Linked DNA regions of Danio rerio: region 1 is linked to region 2. The links are chromatin contacts, called in public HiChIP or PLAC-seq maps. All regions are on one chromosome and are shown on one strand. Each heading gives the region's core, a stretch centred on a gene start, on an enhancer-like site or on the middle of the called end of the contact. The rest is flanking DNA. Distances are from core to core; before and after follow the strand shown.

Region 1 (4,265 bases), core at 313-2,812, 130 kb after region 2:
AACAAAAGGCTGTAAATTAGTTGAATGCAAATGTAACAGTGTCATTACGGTTTTCTAAAGGTTCTAGTCACAATTTAGAGGCTGCAAGAAATTGACAGGGTTTAAAGGGAAATTTCTAAAATTAAATTATGATAATTTATTACATTTTTATTATTAAATAATCTGATTAATTTCATAATTGTAATATTCAAAAAAGTGACTATTATTAACTTAATCAATGATTTGAAAATAAATAAATAAAATTCCATTTTACTTCATAAAAACTAATTACAAAAACAAATACACAATAGTAAAGTATGAAACTATAATAATACTTAAAGGAATTATGTATAAAATGTAGTTCAGGTAAATAAATCCACAAATAAATTAATTAATAGAAAAAAGATACAGTGTGGTTTTACAGAAACCGTTATTTCTTTTATATAACTTTTCTAATATTTTTGATTTTTAACAATGGCTTTAACATATTAGAATGTTTCTAGACAAAGATGACCATATTTAGGGTTCTGTTGCATCAAAAAGATAACATCTTAAACAACTTTTCAGTTAGAAAAAAAGTCACATGATGTGTGTGAGGCTGAGGGTTCCTAGTTGAGCATGATTCACCAGCTCAGCTGGGTGTCACGTGATCATGTCACATGAGAGGGATCATCACTCCATCTGTCTCTCTCTGTATGCATTTGAGTGAAAATCAAAAACTAAATAATAAAAACAGTCCATTGACCAAAATATACAGGCCGAAGTTAAATATTTGCTATGGAGTTGGTCATGCTCTCGATTTTAAACAATTGTAGACAAATAAATCATTCATAGATGATGTCTTTAAACACTCACACACAACTGTAAAATGCCATTTATAAACAATCCATAACAAAAAATGAAGAATTTACTGTAGCTTTTGATAAACATTTAAGTTTAAATAAAAACCTGATATGCATATCAGCAATCAACTGTAGCCCTTATTAGCAAGCTAGCATGCATAAACAATCGCTTCAACCTTCAAAGACACCAAAGGTTATTCGCTTTCTAGCTTAAATAAGCTTACAAATTGCAAGTATTTATGTTTTCTTACACTTTGGCGGTTCAAGAAATGAGTAAAATAAACAAAAGAGGCGATCGATTTCATATAAACATCTCAGCCGACTGTTAGCATGACAGTTGTGCTACATTCACTTGAATCTGACATTCGACAACACAAGCAATACATGATTATATACTGGACAAACACACCAATGTCTAGGCTTTGTTTAACACCTGATTACACACAAAATGCTAACTAAAGTGCAGTGCAGATAGAGAAACGCCAGATGTGTTCGTGCAGTCAGATGTCTATGAATGAAAGGTGACCTGAACTCACTCAGTCTGGGCTGGGAGATGTAGTTTCTGACCACGGCTTGAGCGTGTTGTCGTGCCGCCGCTTCGGGGCCATTTAGATCCACGGGCCGGTTCGCTACTAACGTCGACATTGTTGTTGTTTTAGTTAAATTAAATTATACGGTCTATGTGTAAACAGCTGAGCAGTGAGCAGAGATGAACAGCCGGAGTCATATGACACCGTGAACAGGAAATAACACTCGTGCACGCCCACGTAAAAGACGTGTGCGTAGCAGTTCACTAGCGCGTGCATGTAGTCGAGAGCGCCCATAAAAAGGTAATCGTTTCCACGAATTTACACATTTGAGTCTCATGACCAGGGGTGGCCAAACTTTTTCTTGTGAAGGGTCAAAATCATACTTGTTTTAGAGGGTGGGCCAAGGGTAAATAAACCAGGCTATAGCATTAAAGCTCCCATAGCAATTTCCTAATTAATTAATATAGAAAAATAAATAGAAAATATACTTCTATTGTATTAATAATTATAATTTTTTTTTTATATTTTATAATGAACTTCTTACAATAAAAACTTAAACAAACGTTTATTATAACACAATGGTGTTCAATGCTAAATACACAAGTCAGTCTGAACCTGCCTTTAAATTTAGGTTTAAATTAAAAAGTTAACAATAAACGAGTTAAAATAAGATTAAAAATTTTAAAAATCATTTACAAATTGATTTGAAGCCAATTAAATCCATAATTCTTATCATTATAAAAGAATGCATATATTGTGACTAAATAATTAGCCTATAAATACAAAGTATTTAAACAACTAAATATTAGCTATAAAAAATAAATGTGTAAATATCTAATACAATAAAAAAACAAATTTAACTTACACAAGTTTATCCTTAGGTTAATTAAATATATAAAATATTGAAACTATTAATTCAGTTTAAAAAAATTATTGGCCTTTTTTCATGATATTGACTTGAAACAGTGGACAATTTGACATCTGGACACTTCTGAAAATAAAGAACATTTTAAATGAAGCATTAAAATGAACAAAACAAATCTGTTTAAATGCACAATTCACAGAGCTATTGCTATTTTTGGTGTTTCAAAACAAAAAAAAACATCTCCAACAAGCCTTCATTATAGGCATGACTGCATTCAAGCGGCTAAAACTAAAAAAACTGGAATCTCCTTTTCCTCCATTTTGAATCGGTTAATGGATATGTCCTCCGTCAATCATTTTGGAAAGGCTCTGATTTAGGAGGTCCAGTTCTAAGGGAAAATTCTTTGCTACCTAGAAACCCTTACTCGGATACTTAGACCTGAAACATGCTTAATCTAAATCCAGCACCCCTCATGAAAACTGACTGCACATACCTTTCAGGACTTTATGATGATTACATACTCTGTAACACTACATTTTGTATTTCCATCAGGTGAACTCACGAAAGTCATAATATATTTACATGCAAAGTTTGTATGTTCTGAGACAGGGTTGTTCTGTTGTACTTAAAAAAAAAAAATCTTTAAATAAAAGTATAAAGAAGCAAAATTGTGTAAAATGGCTTCACCCCTCAGTCGTTACTTGTTTTTTTTAAAGTCACATAAATAATTACCACACAGATTCAAGGATATAATCGCTGTCAAAGGTGCATTTAAATGCTGATTTAATATGAATACATAGAGAAATACATTTTAAAATAATAAATGTAATAGATTTTGACATTTAAAAATCACTTACGGTGAATGAATAGTATTTTGTTTATCAGTGTTAAAAAGGTCAAATGTGTTCTGTATTTCAGTGTTGTAAAACAATAAAACTTAGGAGGGGTGAATACTTTTAGACACCTGAAGTGAAGTGGAGCATGAATGAATCACAAAGCACCTTATTTTACTGAGGTGAGGGCCTTGATTATAAAATAGCAGCACAGTGTTAATTAATGCTCGAGCTTTGAAAAGCAGACACACAGTTTTTAAAAGCTTTTTATTTTTTCTTTTAATAAACTGATTCAAAATGTTCTTATCTTCAGAGTTACCATCCGTTTTAAATGTTGTGTCTTTATAAGAGACCCGTGCAGAGTACCATTCTGTAGTCTTTGCATAAATATTTCTTTTGATTTACTGCCAAAAAAAACACATATTTACATTTTATTGAGCATAATAAAATATGTATTTTTTGGTTGTAAAGCGAATACTAATGACAGCTTCTTTGCTTTTAAGCAAGGTTTCTACATTTACCTAATAAATTAGCTGTAATAAATTAAATCAAATCAAATAGGTTACATTACATATCTATGCAGATAGATGGAAAGATAGATAGATAGATAGATAGATAGATAGATAGATAGATAGATAGATAGATAGATAGATAGATAGATAGATAGATAGATAGATAGATAGATAGATAGATAGATAGATAGATAGATAGATAGATAGATGGATAGATGGATGGATAGATGGATGGATGGATGGATGGATGGATGGATGGATGGATGGATGGATGGATGGATGGATGGATTTTTATAAAATATTTTTTAAACATCTTATTATATTTTTTATTTTGTGTTAAATCAAAATTAAAAAGTTGATCATTATATTATTTTGTGGACTAAAAAAATGAAGATTTTCATAAAATATTTGTTGGTTTGGAAAGAAAAAATATGTTGTATAATAAATAATATCTAGATAGTTGAGTTTGTGAAATAACATATGGGTTCCCAAACTTTTTAGCCTGCGACCCCAAAATAAAAAAAATATTAAAATGAAGGTTTTCAGAAAATATCTGTTTGCTTATTTTTTGGTGGAGGTGGAATAAGGATTAAATTGATTCAATTATTTAATTATATTCAAAAAATAAACTTTTAATGAATAAATTGTTTTTGATTCTGAGTGAAAAAAGTTACATTCAGAATAAATAAATGTTGGCTAGAACT
Region 2 (4,677 bases), core at 1,896-4,395:
GGTGGCGACAATAACATGCAAGCATGATAACCTGAACCGCACGGTCTATAATGGCCACATAATGGTCAAAAATCTGCTTAAATTGATCGAGAAAAATACATCATGTTCCGATTACCGTTTTTGTAAATCTAAATGCTCAAATGGGTGGTTTATCTGTTTCTGAAAACTGTAAAATCAGGCGTTTTACTTCATCTTGAAATATGATGCATTCTCCATTAGAGAACAATCCACGCGACTGCTTCCTAAATTATTGCTGCACTTTAACTCTGAAACGCTGTTTGGGGACGTGCTGAAATAAGAAATGTATCAACACGTTTCTCCTTAATTCACACTGCTCCGGAAATCTGATGTGGAGGCTCGGTTCGTGTTTAAGCAAGCATATTTTGTTGTGTCAGATATTATTTGTGTCTGCCTCATCTGCACTACCCAGCCAAGCGCAGCAAAAAGCCAATGAAACGCGCTTGAGACCGTGACGTCAGCAACGCTGGTGCCCTCTTGATGACTTCCTGTCCTGAAGCGACTGACCTTCGCGTGAACCTGAGTCCAGTCTCGAGCACGAGCGCGTGTCACACACTCACACAGGCGTTTAATTCGCAAAACGGATAAAAAAAAACTTGTTTATACTCGATATTATTCTATCCAAATAATGCTCTCAGATCTGTCTGACAATAGGATTATATCAAGATATTATAATTTGTTATAATTATGAGATTTTTTAATTTAGTTTAATATTAAATTATATAGCTATTATACTAAACTTTAGCAAAATGTCAGGCGTGTTTCTCTCATTAATCAAAGCACCAACCTTAAGACTTCCCTACTAAAATAACAGAAACGCAGGTAATAGGCTAGCTCATTTTATATAAATAAAATTATTAACAGCAATACGAGGTGAAAAATAAAAGAACGTGAAAAAAAAAATTTGTAAATGTTTAATGTAAATTAATAATCACTTTGCTTGTAACTTTTACGCAGGCCTATAGCTATAATAAATGATAAAAAAGAGGACAGTGCCGCTGACAGCTGCGCTCTGATCTCATCATACATTTAGACTCATCCTGGATTTTTCCCCTCCAAAAAAAAAAAAAAAAAAAAAAAAAAAAAAAAAAAAACCGACAGTACAAAACATGTTTTATTAAATCTGCACAGGGAGCACATAAAATAGGATTGCTTCTAATGCAATCATGGTGGGGACAATTCTCCTTCTCATGCGAGTGGATAAATAAATAGCTAAATTGCAGTTAAAATTCCTAAAACAAAACATTTGTAATATCCGTACCTGCATATTTAATTAGAACTCAAGCAAAGTACACTGCCAAATTATGAATATATATAGAGTCCATGCACGTAGTTACAGCTGCCATGCTTGAAGAAAAACCTGTAAAATACAAGATTTAAGACTAAAAGTCAAAAAGAAGTACAAGGTGTGTAATCAAATAAAGTTAAACTTCACATTAAATATTTAAACCTAATGTTTTTGTAATAAATAACTTTGTATTAAACTTTGCAAACTCCGTAACTGGTGTGTAAAATTAGTTAGGCTACATGAACGTCATAAAGCAATTTATATAATAAATGAACTAAATTATGCTTTCGCATGTCTGAAAATATTCTGCCAAATCTGTTTCATGAATGTTTTCAAACATTTAAAGAATGGATGGATAATTAAATAAATAATAGGCTATCGGAAGTAGATAATTTTAGCTGTGACGGTGTAAAACAGAATGGCGCACTGCAAGGCCTGTTCATCCCATCCATCCAAACGAACAAACAAATACTTATCTAAAATGCTGGCAACTTTTGCACTTTGTATAATTTAGCCTGTATGGATTCAAGCGAGAGATTAGCATTTAATAATTTTGTTTACGCCTGAAAGCATTTGTAATGGGTTACTCTGAAGCAACTTTGAGAAGATAGCCTACATGTTAGGCTACGTAAAATTTCCTAATATTATATTTATTAATATATTATTATTATTATTATTAATAATAATAATAATAATTTTACTTATTTTCCCCACCATAATCATCAATAGTATTATCATTATTATTTTTTATTAGCCTACTATTATTACTATTATTATTATTAGCAATAATAATTTTACTCCCGTTCCCCACTTGCATAAAAACATCAACAGTCTTATTATTATTATCGAATAGTTATTATCAGTTATGCAAGTTATAGCCATTTCTTATTTATCTATTTATTGTAGCCTACATTAACGCATTTTTATTTGTTTTTTGTTAATGTTTTTTTTTGTCAATAAACACGTAGCTCAACAAAAATATTTTAAAGCTTCAGATCAAAGCTTTGGATGGTCTACACACGTTTTCACATGTAAAAAGTTTTGCCTTTCAGAAATGCCTTATAAATTTGGAGCTCCTAGGACACAACACTGATAAACAAGAGCAGGCATTTTCAACCTAACAGATCATTTCTTGAGCACTGAATAAACCTTCCATTGCATTTTCATTACCACATACATTCATATATCACATGGACCGCGAGTATAAGATTAACTTCAGTAGGCTAAATGTTAAATCCGGGGGTTCCGTAAAGCTCTTATCCAACAGGCTGACATGGAGAACCAAACCATAATGCGGACAAATAATTTGATTTGTAATAAATTCTGTTGCGTTTGTTTTTCTGAAATTGAATTAAAATGAACAAAGAAAATATAGGATACTTGTATACTTATATAAATGTGTGCAGGCTGTTATTCTAGCAGGCCTAACTTACAAATAATAATAATAGTTCTTTACTCTTTTTTAAATTAGTGAGTGCATGACATGTATTAGTTTTTTTATTTAATAGTTAAATGTTTTTTAATTGGTTTATTTTTTTTTATATTAAAGTACTGTTCGTAAACTTTAGGCTAAAGTTATAAACAAGAGGTCCAGAAATACTTAGCATACTGGTTTTGTGTGAATATTTATAGCTTACCGCCGAAGCTTATAGCTAAACACTGTTCATCAGTGAACCCATCACTTTAAGTCAAGAGGAATGAAAGGTAGATCTAGTGAGCACAAAACAGCGTCAAAACAGAAATATAACTTGCTCCAATTAAATCCGTTATGAATGGGAAAGGCAATCGCAATTCTCGCGGTGTTGCATGTGAGGTTGCCGAGCAACCACAGATCATCAACAAAGCCCGCGAGGACGCGCTCATGACGGCGTCTGTTGACTACAGACTGTAAACAAATGTGCAGAAATTCTGTTCTGCTTCTAAACCAGCAACTATGTCATATAAAGGATTCCCGAGCCATAGCAAAGTGTCAAAAGAGGACCAAGAGTTTTACGACTTGAAGAACAAAGCCGCCGAATATTACAGGTCCAACGGGGTCCCGCAAAAGATAGAAAGCGTCCTGAACGAGATGTTTTGGCAGAAGCCAGATGATATCTATGGTTATCTGGTGGGACAAATCACTTATTCTTTTGAGTTATTACAGCTCTGAACAATTCATTTCCAAATTTTAATTTTAGCTGTTTTATAATTATTGAATGCAAATTTGACATTGCGTCTTCTCCAGTGTATATGTTATTCTCTCAGAAAAATAACCGAAAGTCAGTATTGATGTACTTGAGATCCCCCCATAATTACGCACCAACATAATATACTGAAATCAATAACTGCCTACTCACTGCTCTTTTTCAGGCGAACTATTTTTCCGGGCTCTCATATACTCCAGTTATTAGTAAAATCACCGGAAAGGAGGTGTTTGACGGAAGAGGTTTGACAGCAGTTCAGGCTGAAGTTCACTGCATCATCAGAAACGAGGAAAAGGTATTTCAGATTTTTTTTTTCAAAGCAGATGGTAAAAAGTTTTTGAAAAATGTTTCTTGTGCTCATCAAGGCTGAATTTGTTTCATCAAAAATACTGAAAAAAAACTGCAATACTGTGAAATTTAATTGCAGTTTTTTAATGTGAATGTTGATCATTATAATATGGAAAAATTATCCCCCAAAAATATGTATATTATTATCAACCCTGAAAACAGTTGTTGTGCCTTATACCATACATCCTTTTATAAACACTATATAACACTTTTAAATAATCAATAACACATTATTTAAAAGTAACAGCCAGAAAATAAATAAACAGACAAAAACAAATTAAACAGAACAAAAATCTTTCAACATTGATAACATAAGAACCAAATAATTCCAACGTTATTTCACAATATTATTGTATTTTTGATCAAACAAATGAAGCCATGACAGCCAGAAAAAGATTTCTTTCAAAAACATTAAAATATCTTAATGCTTCTAAACTTTTGACCGATGATCTGCCAATTTAATCCAAAGGATTTAGATGTATTACAGTAAGCAGGCCTAAAATAATGAAAACATTTTACAGGCAGCAAGGTGGATATCAGATCTAAGTGTTTCTATATCAACGGTTATAAAGAACTAGAAGCTGGTCTCCCCATGACCTTTCACCTTATGCCATTTGCACCATGCTGTACAGTTCACAGGAGAAATTTGTAGTGACACGATGATGAATTTAGGTCACAGCATGTCCACATAGACGAACACATAACAATTAGAGTAGGAGAGCATGCCCGTTTATACTGTGACGCACGTGTCTCAGCAACCAACCGCTATGTGTGAATATCAGATCACTCTCTGTCTCTCATTCGCCGGCTGTTTTGCCTTCTCTCCATCTCTCTGTTTGG

Evidence for each region. HiChIP or PLAC-seq counts read pairs in DNA pulled down with a chosen protein or histone mark.
Region 1: a contact with region 2 is called in an H3K4me3 HiChIP or PLAC-seq map of gastrula embryo, with 4 times the contacts expected there. The contact joins the promoter of atp6v1ba here to the promoter of eno4 in region 2. A contact is called at or near these places in 2 of 4 datasets of contacts at active chromatin or transcription factors (embryo and gastrula embryo).

What each region holds. Positions count from the first base shown.
Region 1 is chr17:22,809,861-22,814,125 of GRCz12tu, forward strand. atp6v1ba (ATPase, H+ transporting, lysosomal, V1 subunit B, member a) reads right to left here and starts at 1,563. Exons shown (of 14, transcript NM_182878.1): 1 at 1,358-1,563. The coding sequence starts at 1,466.
Region 2 is chr17:22,673,572-22,678,248 of GRCz12tu, forward strand. It overlaps eno4 (enolase 4), which reads left to right and starts at 3,146. Exons shown (of 13, transcript NM_001077547.1): 1 at 3,146-3,413; 2 at 3,656-3,784. The coding sequence starts at 3,240. The region is part of intron 1 of LOC141378555; the gene reads left to right. It overlaps LOC141378556 (a long non-coding RNA gene), which reads right to left and starts at 3,116. Exons shown (of 4, transcript XR_012393357.1): 1 at 2,944-3,116; 2 at 1,280-1,378.